Regions from separate parts of the Sus scrofa genome. Here regions 2 and 3 are each linked to region 1. The links are chromatin contacts, called in public Hi-C maps. All regions are on one chromosome and are shown on one strand. The core of a region is the stretch at or near the end of the contact, and the rest is flanking DNA. Distances in the headings are between cores, read along the strand shown.

What was found. A called contact is a pair of places that touch in the nucleus more often than the background predicts.
Region 2: a Hi-C map of liver shows a contact between it and region 1, with 4 times the contacts expected there. The contact joins the promoter of LOC100156967 here to the promoter of IMP3 in region 1. A contact is called at or near these places in 1 of 5 promoter capture datasets (liver), 1 of 47 Hi-C or Micro-C datasets (liver) and 1 of 2 datasets of contacts at active chromatin or transcription factors (alveolar macrophages).
Region 3: a Hi-C map of liver shows a contact between it and region 1, with 5 times the contacts expected there. The contact joins the promoter of SCAMP5 here to the promoter of IMP3 in region 1. A contact is called at or near these places in 1 of 47 Hi-C or Micro-C datasets (liver) and 2 of 2 datasets of contacts at active chromatin or transcription factors (alveolar macrophages and skeletal muscle).

Annotation. Positions count from the first base shown.
Region 1 is chr7:58,020,462-58,025,443 of Sscrofa11.1, reverse strand. It overlaps IMP3 (IMP3, U3 small nucleolar ribonucleoprotein), which reads right to left and starts at 2,076. Exons shown (of 1, transcript NM_001243292.1): 1 at 948-2,076. The coding sequence starts at 2,030. The coding sequence ends at 1,476.
Region 2 is chr7:58,620,754-58,625,735 of Sscrofa11.1, reverse strand. LOC100156967 (cytochrome c oxidase subunit 5A, mitochondrial) reads right to left here and starts at 2,767. Exons shown (of 5, transcript XM_005666147.2): 1 at 2,495-2,767. The coding sequence starts at 2,600.
Region 3 is chr7:58,575,031-58,580,012 of Sscrofa11.1, reverse strand. It overlaps SCAMP5 (secretory carrier-associated membrane protein 5), which reads left to right and starts at 2,119. Exons shown (of 7, transcript XM_001924572.4): 1 at 2,119-2,289.

The DNA.
Region 1 (4,982 bases), core at 827-3,326:
TGTAGCAATGCCGGATCCTTAACCCACTGAGAGAGGCCAGGGATCAAACCTGCAACCTAATGGATACTATCTGGGTTCTTAACCTGCTGAGCCACAACGGGAACTCCTGTTTTAATATAATACTGTGTGTTAATCCCAAACTTCTAATTTGCCCCCTCTTGGTAATCATACATTTGTTTTCTATGTCTTGAGTCTATTTGTTTTGCAAATAAGTTCATTTTTATCATCTTTTCGATTCCCCATATAAGTAATATCATGCACTGTTTGTCTGATTTACTTAATATGAAAATCTCTTGCATGAGTGAGGTCGTTTCCCTACTCCCGCTTCCAGGGAGGGGGCTGGATTAGATCAGGGCCTCTAGCTTCATATTCCTCCACTGTCGTCAGGCTAGGTTCCCTGATTCCCAATCCATCCATGGCTTCTCTATAAAACCCACCCCAACTGAGAATTAGAATTCACCTTTGTCTAAACTAAAGGCTGGGCAGGGAGTGATGCTGGGCTGTGATGGGCAGAGGTGGTCCAGGTTCTGCTCTGGGCAGGCAGCCCTGGGACCTCTGGAGGGCCCCACTCCTAAGACTATCTAAGTTTCCAGGAACCTCCTGGGCCACTTCTAACCACTAGATGGCCAAGCTACAGGGTGATTATTTCCTTAGGCAAGCAAACACTTCAGCCCTCTAATGCGGTATTTCCTGGACTTGGAATGTCAACAGGAAGCCCTGTGGGGAAGGCCTCTGCCAAAACACTCATTCCAAGGAAGGGATTGGTAAACTAACAAATTTGTCCAGCCTTGTACAACATCCTGCAACCTCCACACGCAGGCCCTACTGCTGGCCTCAGCCATAGGCAGATCGCTGCTGTCACTATTCCTCTTCTCTGGGTTCCTGAACCAAGGAGACCTATAGATGTGACCCTATGTGAGAAAACAAGAAAAAATGTACACTTTAACGGTAGTTAAGCCATTTATTGGCATTAGGAGAGCATTCCTTTAAACAAGAAAAAAAGACTCAGAACACTAAAATATCACCCATTTTATGAAAACTTGAGACCAAACTCTCCAACATCTGTACACAGCTTAATCAAGAAGAGGAGTAAGAATTCGAGTTAAATAAGTTAAACCAAACTGTCCTACAAGAAGATGAAAGGGAAATGTAGGGGTGCCCCCCCCCGCAAAGTCCTTTCTTTCACACTACGATGTTTCAGGTACCAAAATCTAACAACTCCCCAGTGAAGCACAAAACCGCTTCTCATGGTCTCTAAAGGCAGTCATTTAATTCTAAATCGTCCAAAGGCTAAGAAAAATTCGTGGAAAACGGGCGTACCCTTTGGCTCCGCGCGTGGCTTGTAGCTGAGGAGCCAAGTTCTTAATAACCGACGACTAGCTGACACACTTCTGGGAGAGCGTCCTCACAGAATCTCAGGCATCAGGTCTGGGCTTCTGCATCTATAAAATGCCGTCCTAGGGAGGGAGGACCCGCTAGGCTTCCAGATCGAAGTCGTCACGCTCCTCATTGTACTCCAGCACGTGCCGCTTGATCTTGGACGAGTCAACCCAGGTAACAAAGTCCTCCATGCTGCGCGTGACAAGGAAGGCGGGATCCGTGACCACGTCGGGGCCCACGCGCACGTGGCCCTGCTCTACGAAAGTCACGGCGGCCTGGAGGTGTTGAGCCATGCGCAGCTTAAGGAGCACCGTGGGCAGGCGGCGGCGGCAAAAGGACGAGGCAGTGACGAAATCGCATAGTTCCAGCGACCCGCGCGTGGGCACTAGGCCGAGAGCATACAGCTTGTCCAGCAGCGCTGCCGAAGCGCGCACGCGAAAAGGGTCCCGCTCCGGCAAGTCCCGCAGGCGCCGCGCCAGTTCGCGTACAGCACGGCTCAGTTGGTTGTAGCGCGTGTAGTCCTCCCGCCGCTGCAGCCGATAACGCCGCAACACGCGAAGCTCATGCAGGTTATGGTCGGTGACCTCCCAGTTTAGGAAGTCCACCTGCTTCAGCAGCTTTTGCTCGTGGAACTTAAGCTTCCGCACCATGATGGCGGCTCCGATACCGCTGGACCAGAGGCTCAGAGCGTGTTCCGGAACCCGAGCGACTTCCGCCCCCGCATGCCAAGCCCGGGCCACCCTGGGAACTCTGAGCCAATGAAAGAAAGGCTCGGTGCCACGCCCCCTATTTCCATTGGTCAAAGTGGAGTCACGGCCCTGAGTCCGTATCTCGCGTTTTTCTCCGCGTTCTCCAAGAGAAGCCGGGCAGAACTGCTGACGGAGGCAGGGGGCGGTCCCGAGGCAAGGCTGAGCGGTTTTAAGTTGCAAATGATTTACCACCTGGTGCTGTAATAGTTTCCTCTCTTTAAGACTTTTGCCATTCAAGGGATCTCAAAGTCTCTCCCACAAGAGCAAAAGAGACCAGTTCCGGGAAAGACGGAAGACTGCCGCTCTAGTTTGATCTACTGTGCTAATTGATCGTTGTGTGTGTGGCGGGGTCCTCCCACCTTGGTGGGGGGTGCTTCCTGGAGCAGGCCAGGGCTGACCCGGTATCTCCACCGCCCACGAACCCCAGGTTAATCACCAAGTGGGCGGAGCAGTTTCTTTCTGCCAAGTGGGGCTGGAATCCACCTAACCTATGAAATACTGATTCCCAGGTTGCTTCCTACATGGACTGAATCGGATCGACACAGGAGTCACCTAGAAATCTGTATTTTTATTATTTTTTTGTCTTTTTGCCTTTTCTAGAGCTGCTCCCGCGGCATATGGAGGTTCCCAGGCTAGGGGTCTAATCAGAGCTGTAGCCACCGGCCTAGGTCAAAGCCACAGCAACGCAGGATCTGAGGCCGCGTCTCCGGATCCTTAACCCACTGAGCAAGGCCAGGGATCGAACTGCAACCTCATGGTTCCTAGTTGGATTCCTTAACCAAGGCACCACTACGGAAACTCCCAAAATCTGTATTGTTAACAAGAATGACAGGTGATTCATAAAACCCAGTAAGTTTGAAAAGCTTGGATAGTAAGTACAAGTCCTGACCCTTTAATCTCGGCTCAAGCGAAATAGCTTGTCAGGGTGGATTTCTGGTCCCAAGTATTTAGTTAACAAGTTTAGCACATTTTCGGCTGGCAATATCTGTTTTATCTCAGTATAGCGTTAAAATAAAATTTAAAAAATCTTAGTGTAGTGCTACAGGACTAACCTCTTTATTTGCTCAAGACTTTGACGCCACCTAGCTTCTTCGCTGATCATTGTGGGTTTTTTATGCTTTTTATTTTTTTAAATAAAGTATTTGACATATGGAAAATACTGTATGTAACATATGTAAGATACAAAGTATAATGAGTACTTAGGGACCCACAGCCAGTATAAGGGTCACTAGGACCACCTCATCTACCTATTCCAGCCACTCTCCCGGCCAGAGGTAAAGGTAGCTACTCTCCTCAATTTAGTGTTTATTTTTACCCTTCATTTAAAAAGAAAAATAGGGGAGTTCCCGTCGTAGCGCAGTGGTTAACGAATCCGACTAGGAACCATGAGGTTGCGGGTTCGGTCCCTGCCCTTGCTCAGTGGGTTAACGATCCGGCTTTGCTGCGAGCGACCCGGCTCAGATCCCGCATGTTGCTGTGGCTCTGGTGTAGGACAGTGGCTACAGCTCCGATTCGACCCCTAGCCTGGGAACCTCCATATGCCTCCGGAGCGGCCCAAAGAAATAGCAAAAAGACAAAAAAGTAAATAAATAAATAAAGAAAGAAAGAAAGAAAAAGAAAAAGAAAAACAGTTTTATTATTGTAAATGCATCCCTGAAAACCGTCTCACTCAGAGTGTAGCCTGAGGATCAGCAGAGATCTATTGGAAATGCAGAATTTCAGGCCCCATTCCTGACCTACAGAATCAGAATCTACTTTTAATCAGATATCAAGGTAATTTGTACACATACATTTGAGAAGTGTTGCTTAGAAGACATGGCATCATGTGGAGTTTATTATACATGGCTGCAGTTGCTTTTTTTTTAACTGCTATGTAATATTCTATTGTTTGGTTTTATCCAATTTATTAATCCATTTCCTGTTGGATTTTTTTGGAGGGGCTATTTTTAGCAGTGCTGCCATTCACATTCTTTTAGATTTCTCCTTGCACATATGCAGTAGCTTCTCCTATACATCTTCAAATTGAATTGCTGAGTTGTAAAGTGCATGTTCAGCTTTACTAGATATTGCCAAATTGTTTTCCAAAGTGGCTGTACCACTTTATATTGCTTTGACAGTGCATGAGACTTCCCTTTGCTCCCCATTCTTTTCAACGCTTGGTGTTAGATTTTTTTAAATGTTTGCCAATTTGGTGAGTGTGTGATGGTATTTCATTGTGACTTTAATTTGCATTTCCTGGTAAATAAAGATTTCATATGTGTTTCCTCCTCTATATAATGCTTCTCCCTGTCTTTTGTCTATTTTTCTATTGGATTGTGGGGCAAGTAAAAAATGGCCCCTCCAACAGAACATTGTAAATCATCTATAATAGAAAAAATAAAAATCTTAAAAAAAAGAGAGAAAAAAAAATGGCCCCCCAAAGGTGTCTACCCAGAACCCGTGAATACTACCTTACAATGACAAAAGGGATTTTGCAGATGTGATTAAATTAAAGATCTTGAGATGGTAACATTGTCCTGGATTAACTGGGTAACTGGGTGAGTCTCATGTAATCACAAATGACCTTAAAAGTGACAGTGGAGGAGTTCCTGTCATGGCTCAGTGGTTAACGAATCTGACTGGGAACCATGAGGTTTCCGGTTCGATCCCTGGCCTTGCTCAGTAGGTTAAGGATGCGGCGTTGCTGTGAGCTGTGGTGTAGGTTGCAGACACGACTTGGATCCCACGTTGCTGTGGCGGTAGCGTAGGTCGGTGGCTACAGCTCTGATTAAACCCCTAGCCTGGGAACCTCCATATGCGGTGGGAGTGGCCCTACAAAAAGCAAAAAGACAAAAAAAAAAAAAAGAAAAAAGG
Region 2 (4,982 bases), core at 1,518-4,017, 600 kb before region 1:
AAAAAAAAAAGACATTTTTTCTTTATTGGCCACACTCATGGCATATGGAAACTCCTCGAACTGAATCCAAGCTGTAGCATCAACCTATGCCATAGCTGCGGTGATGCCGGATCCTTAAGCCACTGCACCAGTCCAGGGATCAAACCTGCAATGCTGCAGAGACAACGCTGGATTCCTAATCCACCTTGCCACAACGGGAACTCCTAAAAATCTATTTCTAACACTGCTTTTTGGCATTCAGTCAAGCAGTCTATTACCTGACAATAAAATGCTAACATATTCAGAAAAATTAAAGGAGCTTATTAATTCCCTTGGTTTAAATTTAGTTAAATCAGATAGTTTTCCATTCAATAACTCTCAGATATGGCTCAAAGAATGGACATTTTGGTAGTGGTATATCTAAGAGCAACGGATAGAGGTGAACAATGTAGGGTGTCCATGAACAAGCCCAAAGGCAGGGCTACGGAGGTACAAGACCTAAGAGCAGTCATGAATCTTGGGGCCCAAAGGCTGTAAATCTATAAATGTGGGAGTGGTGCAGAAAAAAATATCAGAAGGTAATAAAAAGTGCCTACTTAAAGGCACTGCAACAAGAAAGGGAAAGTGAAAACAACTCCCATCTTTCCAAAACTATCAGGATAAGGATTAGGAGCCAGGATTGCATAACTTTTAAGGGTTGACTAGAGAATCTAACCATTATTCAAAATATTTCATTATTTAATCCCGCAGTTACTGGAAAACAATTCTGTTAGAAGCTGAAGATTTCTTGGAGCAAATACGGAATTTAAGTTTTTTATCTAAAGCAAACTTGAAGCCCTCCATCCAGGTTAACCCCCTCAGAGCTCTCAAGTATATTCTCATTTGCCCTTGGATAGCTTCATCCAAAAATCTTAATCTTTTTAACTTTCAATTGCATAAAACCTCTTCAGTCTCAAACTGGTAACAAACCTCACCTATAATATGCAAAAATGAAAAGCACTATAATAAAGCAAGTATGTCTTAAGCATTTGTACCTGGAAAGGGGTAAGAGTTTATATTATCTCATTTAAATTTCACAACTACTAAATATTATCCTGGTTTTAGAGATGAGGGAACTGAGTCTTAAGGTTTAACTAATACCTCCAAGGTCACACCGCTAGAAAGCAGTTGACATGAATATAACCAATACTGCCTCCTTGTGGCAAATATTTAGGTCTATGGGACAATACCTAAAATAAAGCTTTTTGTTAGGGAATTATACTAAAGAGGGTGCGGAGAATGCCTAGCAGATAAACCAGTAGTCCAAATTTACTGGAGAAAGAACTGCCTTAAATCTAGAGTTTGCAGAAAGCCTGCCACTTCCTCAACCTGCCACAAAATGTAACAATTCTTTTCAAGAGGTCAAGAACACCTCCCCCAAATGTATCCACATGAACAAAACCGAAGCAAAACATAACTCCTTAGGTTCTGAAGCGCTAGTTAAATAGTCAAAAGAACAACACTATTAGTTTTGAGTTTGAGTGCATGTTTAAATTTTATAACGTTAGCATATGCTACCGTCACGCACCAAGATCAAAGCGCAGTTACAAGAAATGGGCACAACACTGTGAGCCAACTATATTCCAATAAATTTTTTAAAGTGCATTTACAATAATTAAAAGTTCAGTGCTGGACACAAAGTCTCCTGGAACACATATTAAGCAGAAGGCAAAATAAGAGACAGAAATCAGCAGAACATCTCATACTCCAGCAACCAGACTTCTAGCCGGAAGCACAAATAAAAAATAAAACTTCTCCAAGTTTGTAGGACCCAGGACTCCTGGGTCTGTGGTACCCCGTTTTCCAAACAGTAATATTCTTATCCTAAGACCTATCAAGTCAGGCTCTCTTCCAGACCTCAGGAAACAACCACATACACTGATCTAATGTAAAGATGGAAGAATTAAAACATGGCACAACAGTGTCTAAAAATAAAAGAACGGCTGGAGAAAGTGACACACAAAACGGTAACGAGAAATGCCTGATGAAAAGACTACACTGTGTCCCAGTCACGGAAGTATAAAGTGTTCTCGGAAGAGGCTGCGGGCGGCGGTGCCAGGGTCCCCGGAGGGGCCACTCCCGCCTTCTACCCTGAGCTCAATGTCACCTTCGCGGAAGCGCTGCAGGCCGGCGGTAGCCACTCCCAGTCAGTGGCCGCAGGATCAACGCCAGGGCACGGTCATGGCCCGGGGACCGAAGAGGTCCAGTGGGCGCGGGAGGTGCACCCACAGCAGGTCCACGCTCGACCGGTCCGCGGTGCCCGCACCAGGAAGTCGCGCCAAGGGAGGACCCCGGGACGCGCCCTCGAGTCCTCCACAACTCGGCGGCGGCGGGAATGGCTAGCGGTCCTCAGGTTCGGCCGTCGGCCCGCAGGGCAGGGGCTAGGCCTCTGGGCGAGCCTGCCCTCGCATGGCGGCGGGGGCCCAGGTCACCACAAGGACACGCGGGCGCGGACAGTGGCAGGCGGGAGCCTTACCGGCGGCGGGGCCGGGGGTCGGAGTGGGGTGCAGAAGGCCTCGAGGGCTGGCCCGGGCGACTGCGGCTGCTGCTACGGAGCAGCGGCGAACAGCGGCGCCTAGCATGACGGCGATGGCGGCGCGCAGGTTAACGCTAAGGCAAAGCCGGGTGTGAGCTCAAGGGCCGCTTCGAAGCTCGTGGGGGCCGAACTCACGCACCGACGCAGGGCGGGCGGAGCGTGGAGGCCCTCCCACTGCGGCGCTCGCGCCTAGGCGGAAAGGGGCCACACGCGGCCGCAGGCGGCCTACGGCGGCGCGTTCAGGACAAACCATTTCGGCGCCGCGCCCCGCCCCGCCGCCCGGGTCTGGGCGTGGACCAGATCTGCTATTGTGGAGCTAGGATGGTAGGATGGCAGAGGACAGCAGTGGACAGGCTCGAGAGGCGACTCCAGCACCTCAAAATGGGAACGATAACAATAATAACGACAAATTATAATAAAAATATCTTTTTTGTTTACCACCTGGTGTGAGCCTACAATAAGAGAACAAGTGGGGGCAAAACAACTGCTTGTGTATAAGATCTTATTAGCAACTAATCTTTTTTTTTTTTTTTTGCTTTTTAGGGCCGCACCTGCAACATAATGGAAGTTTCCAGGCTAAGGGTGGAATTGGAGCTGTAGCCGCCAGCCTATGCTGCAGCCATAGCAACGCCAGATCCTAGCGGCGTCTGCAACCTACACCATGGCTCACCGCAACGCCGGATCCTTAACCCACTGAGTGAGGCCAGGGATGGAACCCTCAACCTCATGGTTACTAGTCGGATTATTTTCCCCTGCGCCATAACAGGGATCAACAGCAATATTCCTGTATAACAAATCCGCAAGCATTAGGAAATGAGTGGAGGAGCTCCCGCTGGGGCGCCACAGGCGGGATTGGCCGTGTCTTGGGAGCTCTGAGACCAGGGTTCCATCCCCTGCCACGCATAGTGGGTTAAGGACCCGGTGTTGCCGCAGCTACGACTTGAGTGGCGATTACCTTGGAATCTGTTCCCTGGCCCAGGATCTCCATATGCCACGGGGCGGCCAAAAATTGGAAAAAAAATATGAGTGCAATCACTTTACAGAGAAGGAAACAGCCTCAGAAATTAGATTTCTTGCAGGCAATTGACTCTCTTTTCACCAAATCCCCAGTTCCAGGACTCACCTGGATGTTTCTGGGGAAACCACCACTTCCAGTCCCTACAGGAAGGGGTCGATTAAATCCCAAGACTCTTAATATCAAATCTGGCCTCAGTAACTGCATTCTGATTTTGAGCTCCTGGGCAGTGGGCCTGCTTGCCCCAGGCCTGAATTATCTCGCAGCCACCAAGAGTTAAGTAGTAAAGATTCTTGACTTGTAATCACTCATTCTCTATCCCTGGACCCACTGAAGAAAGAAAAGATGGATATTCAGCTCCTCTTCCTCACTCCAGGCTCTGTCTCCAGAAAATCAGTGTTGATCTCTTTTTCTTCCCTAGCAGTGTGGCCTTAGGAGGTATGAATCTGGCTGGGAAACGGATAAAAAAGCTTTTCTCAAAGCACCTGTCCTCTGAGAGTTCCCTTGCAGCATAGTGGGTTAAGGAGCTGGATGTTATCACTGCAGTGGTTTGAGTCACTGCTATGGTGAGGGTTCAGTCCTTGGTCCAGGAACTTACATATGCCCCTGGTTGTGGCCAAAAGTAAAAACAAACAAACAAAAAAACCCCAAAGCACCTGTCCCCATTTTCCCCCACCAACTTAACCAAACAACACCAGGGGAAGTTTTGCCTCTTTGAGTTTAATTAATATTCTCCAAATATCTTAAGAGCTGGAAGCTCAGGACAAGGTCAGCGTTCCCATACTTAAGAAAGCACTGTAGTTCTCTTGCGGCACGTGGCATTAAGGATCCACATCTTCACTGCAGCAACCTGCATCGCTGCTGTGGTACAGGCATCTCTGGTCTGGGAACTTCCACACTCCATCTGGTCTTTGCTCTTAGTCTCTCCACTTTGCTACAGTACCTTAGATTGAGAACTGGAGTGTGGTATGTTTTGGTTGTTGTTTTCAAAAACAATCATGACTGTAGTGGAGTTCCCGCTGTGGTGCAGTGGATGAAGAATCTGGTGTTGTCTCTGCAGAGGTACGGGTTTAATCTGCTACCCAGAGAAGTGGGTTAAAGATCCTGCTTTGCTGCAGCTGTGGCAGTTGTTGTAGCTGCAGTTCAGATTGGATCCCTGGCCTGGGACTCCCATATGCCACAGGTGTGGCTGAAAAAGAAAAAAAAATGAGTGTAATTTATTATGTACCACTGCATGCTATAAATTATTTATTATCTCATCTAAGCCTCATAACAATGTTGTGAGATAAGAATTTATCCCTATTTTAAAGATGAAGAAATAGGCTCAAAGGATATTTGCCTAAGAATCACATAGCTAATAAATAGTAGTGCTTAGAGCCCAGGTTTGTCTGACTCTAGAAATTGTTTTCTTTC
Region 3 (4,982 bases), core at 870-3,369, 550 kb before region 1:
ACATTTGTCACATTTGAGAAGAAGCATTATATTTGTTATTGCATGTTTTGACTCCGGCCTTCTCGCTCCTGCCCTCCACCATGAGAAAGACATGTCCCCAGAGCCTAGTATGCAGTATGAGCTAGCACTTATTAGACACTTATGGTGTACCAGGCACTGTCCCAATTGTTACATATGTCTACATCTGTTAATTCATTTCATCCTCAAAGGAACTTTAAGACATAGGTACTATTATCATCACCCTTATTTTACATATGTGGAAAACTAACATTCGGTAAGGACGAGTGCCTGCTCAAACGTATACAACTGGGAAGGGGCAGGCAGTCTGCATTCTAGGTACATATTCCTAACCATTGCACTATGTTCTTTCTCATAGGTGATCAACAAATTCTTGTTGGATGAAAGTTTGTTTAAATGATTGTAACTTCTGAAGTATTGTTTCTTTCTATTTACCCAAATTCTGATGTGGGTATGATCCACTGGAACAAAGATGGGCTTCTGACTTTGGACCTGGGGACTTTTCCTGCTTCAGTTGTTAGCCGAATAGGAGGCCCTTCTAATTCTCCTGATTGGGGAAAGTCATCTGCGGCTATCAGACGCTAAAGCAAACATTCCTCCTATGGGACCCACATAGTCCACAAGACATCTCTTGTAAATTCCATGTGGACCCCAGACATCTCCATTGTAGGCTTCAATGTGGACCTCAGACCCCTCTCCTAAAGACTCATATGAACCCCCATATCTTTCCTGAGGCCCACGTGGATTCCCAACATCTCTCCTGTAGAAGTCGTGCTTGATAACCTCCTCAGGGTCCCATTCATCATTTCATTGGGTGCTCTCACAACTCTGTAAATCAGCTAATGCTTGTCTTATAGCAGGATAGAGAGCAGTGACCATACAAATGAACTAGAATCAGGACCAAAAGAAGCCTTGCCTTATGGCCCATGACTCTTCTGTCCTGATGGACACAGATTATGTTTCCTGATTAAAAGTCCACAGCTACTGAGGGTCCCTCCCTTTTCTTGCCTCTCTTGCACTAATTCTCATCTGCCTTTCTTTACTCCTATCCTCTTTCTATCCCAGCTGTGGGAGTGAGGCCCACTCCCAGCAGGCTGGAGACAGACAATGGGCCCTTATTCTGGGCAAAGAATCCCCACAGTGTCTCCCACCCACTGAGGCCCCATTCTAGGCCTAGGATGGTGTGGGTGGAGGGCACTGTGGAGGGCAGGAGCCACTCTGTCTGGCAAGACAGAGGGTGGCGCTGGCTGTAGATATCCGCAGGAGTTTACAATGTAAACATCACTCACAATAAAAGCCTGTCTTTCACTCCCAGCCCCATCTCTCCAAGTGCATCTCTCTCAATCCTCATTAGTTTTGGGTTTTAAACATTTATCCTGGTCTTTAATCACTTTCAGTGTTCATCTCTGCATATCACGATTTCCTTCTTTCTTCCTTCCTTTTTCTGATTCTAAGCCTCCCCTTTCTATTCCTCTGTGTACCTTGTCAAGCCCTATTTTTTACCTCTTTCTCACTTAGTTGTGCTCTCTCTCCTCTGTCATTCCTTGTCTTTTTTCTCTCCAAATCTTCATCTCTCCACGTCTCTCTTTGTGTTTCTATGTCTGTATGTTCATGGCTCTCCGCTCCTGTCTATTTTTTATCTTTTTTGGATCTGTGTGTCCTTGTTTATGTGTCATTTCTGTCTCTTTATGACTCATCTCTGATCTTCCATTCTCTATCCCCTTTCTGTCACCTTAGGGCTGTGGATCCGAAGGCCTTCATCAGTTACCACACTCTCCTGCTCTCAAAGCTCGCTTTCACTCTTCCTTTCTGCTATGTCCCAGCAGCTCCTGGGATCCGCATGGGAAGTTATTCTCCACAGTTTACAGATTTGAAAGCTGAGGTTCTGGTTGTTGGTACCAGACTTCCACTTCTGGGTCTCTTCCTTGACGTCCTCGCCTTGTTCTTTTCCCCTTTGTGCCTGCCGAACACCTGATCCAGCCCTGTCCAGGAACTTAGTGCCTCGGACAGCTCCTGGGAGGTGCAGGGGCAGCCAAGCCTCCTTTCTCGCGAGAACAGGGGAAGCAGCCCTAGAGGAAGCACGAGAATCTCGCGAGAGCGGCTGCTGCAGGCAGGGGCGGCGCGGGCGCGCGCGCGAGGAGCTTGCCTGAGGCTCGCGCGCGCACGCACCCCGCCCCAGCCCTGGAGCGGCTCGCGGCCGGCTCCGCGCCGCATCGCTGGGTTTAGCGCACACAGCGCGGCGGCCTTTCGGCAGCCAAGCGGCAGCGGCGGGTGAGTACCGGGCCTAAAGGCCCAGAGAAAGGCTTTGCAGGGAAGTTGGGCTCAGGGCGAGAGGGGAGTCACCCCATATCCAGCTTTGTACCTCTACACCTCACCTTTGGCTGCAGGGGGCAGGCGGAGCTGAAGAGGTGGAGAGTGGAAGTGACCTTCCCTGCTTGGGGCGGAGGAATAGCGCCCTGGCTGCCCCTTAACCTCCATCATCCCACTCCTGGTTCCCGCAGAGGGAACCCGAGTCTTGGATGACGTAAGACCCCTAGAATCTGGAGCCCGGGCCTTGGGCCCTCCATCCCACCCCCACCCCAGCCCCACCTGGCGTTCCCTGGAAACAGGCTCCCACCTCCTGGGGATGGCGCACTCAGCCTGGGATGGGGGCGCCCGGAGGGAGGGTGACTGTGACCTTCTTTGGGTCCTTCCTCACAAGAGGCGCCTGTAGGTCGACCCAGGTTGTACTTCCTACCCCTCAACCTTTGCCAACCCGAGACAGCGGACCTTTGGACCGCTAGTCTGAGCCGCCGCGGAATTTCATAGGGTGGGTGCATTGGCTTGAGCCAGGGGTCCAGCAGGGGTTTGGGATAGTGTGTTGGGGACGCTGGATGAAGCTTATTCTAACAGTGACAGGAGTCGGTCACGCGGCTGGGGGTGAGCTGTTTGGGAACCCATCCCTGTCTCTGCCTCTGGGAGTTTCAGATCCAGTGGTTGAGAAAACCAAATAGAGTGAGAATTCGCTATCTCAGGCGGTTCAAACCGGTAATGCCCCAACTGCGGGATGAGGTGTTTAGGGAGGGCAAGGCCGACTTTTCCCGTGGACGCCATGAACACAAGGAAAATGGGAGGCAAGAGCCAGGCTTCTTGGAGGAGGTGAGATTTGGATGAGAGGAAGGATAAGAGAGGGGATTTCTGGGGAACAGTCTGGGCAAAGGCATAGAGGTGGGAACTAAGCATAGCTTTGGGGAGCCTGGCCTGTGAGCCCAGCCACGTGATGGTGCCCATGGTGTGGGAGAGTATGGAGAATTTTGCAGTCTGTGCCCTACCTGTTCTGCTTCCAAGAGGCAAGCTTCTGAAAGAGGGAAATTGTTCTTGCAGGGGCATGACTGGCAGAGAGGTTTTGTTAGGGGCTGCACAGATCTTGTTAGTTGAGATTTGATCTGGGTTTGATGAGCTTGAGTTGCTAAGAGAGGACTGTTTCTGGTCATTGGGCCACAGGAAAAGAATCTTCTTAGGTCTAGCAAACCCATGGAGAGTCAGCAGGGTCCTGGGAAGGGAGCTCTGGATGGGGATCTTGGTCTTTGTTCCTGTTTCTTTAACTCTTTCCCTGGCTGGCCACCTCTGAACAAATTGATTCCCCTCTCTGAGTATCTCTTTGCCAGCACCTTTCTCTAGGGATGAAATAATAGGACTAAGTACTGACCTCCCTTGAGGAAGCTGCTTGTTCTAGTTTAGAGCGTCCCTCCCAGTTCTTCTCCCTCTTCCTTTTCCTTTCCTCCCCGCTCCCTCAGCCTTCTTCTCTGTGTCCCTGCCCCCTCCCCATAGCAGTTCCTCTACTGGCTGCACTTCCTTCCTTGCTGACAGCCTGGAGCCTCTATAGGTTTCCTTAAGGAAGTGGGGTACAGCAGGGTTGACAGAAGCTGTGAGCTTAGCCTAATTGGGGGAGGGCATCAGTTGCTCCACTCCCACCCCTTGGGAGGGTGTCCAAGTCTTAAGTAAGAACACAATTAACTGTACTCTGTCCCCTGCCCTGTGCTGGGTCTCTCCTAGAAGCCTATCCACGAGGGAATGAGGATGAGATTGGATGAGAGTGAGTGACACTTGGTGCACAATAACTGGTTCAGAATTAATGCAGTGGGAGGCACAGCAGGGATGTCTGGAAAGGCTTCCCAGAAGAGGTGGGATGTGAGAAAACAGTAATACTTAGAGGAACTGACAGGGCTCTGGTTTATGGTCACTGGAAGCAGAGGAGATGGCTTGATATGATCTGCATGAAGCAGGTCAGCCATGCGGTAGAGGGTAGTGAGTGGGAGGTTTGTAGCTGATTGACACAAGACCTTGATTGCTAGGCACAGGATTAGTAGGGGCTACTGAAGAGTCATCATTAGGACAGTGATATTGCACTGCCAGGTGAGTGCTGTTTTCTGAGGGTGATTCGTAGTTTTAGAACATCAGAGCTGGGGATATGGGACTGGGCATGGGATAAGAGGACCAGACATAGAGCAAAAGGGGAAAGCTTCCAGCTTAGCAGATAGGCTCTGGGCACATAGGAAGAAAATGACCATTTCTATGCAAGGATGGAGGCCTGGTGAGTAGGGAGCCCTGGAACTAATCTGTGAGGTCAGACTAGTCTGATCTGAGGCAGACCTGACACCCTTAGCTCTGCCATGGACCTTGCTCTCTTTACTGTGGGACCTTCTGTCCTCTCAACTTAATAGTAAGAAATGGAATAAATTATAGTCCTTACCAAAATTTCAGTTAGTATTTGATGTCTTATTGATAACTAAGGAGGTACTTCCTTAGACCTCCATCTTTGAGGGGACATGTAGCATCCCCAGTGCCTCCCAACATTATGAAAGACTCTCAGTTGAGGAGTAAATTGCTACTTCTCCCGTTTTGCAGTTTAAGAACTTTGGTTTGCAGAGGCTAATCATTGCTGCATCCCCCATCCCCCACCCCCCCAAAACAAGTATAAAGGC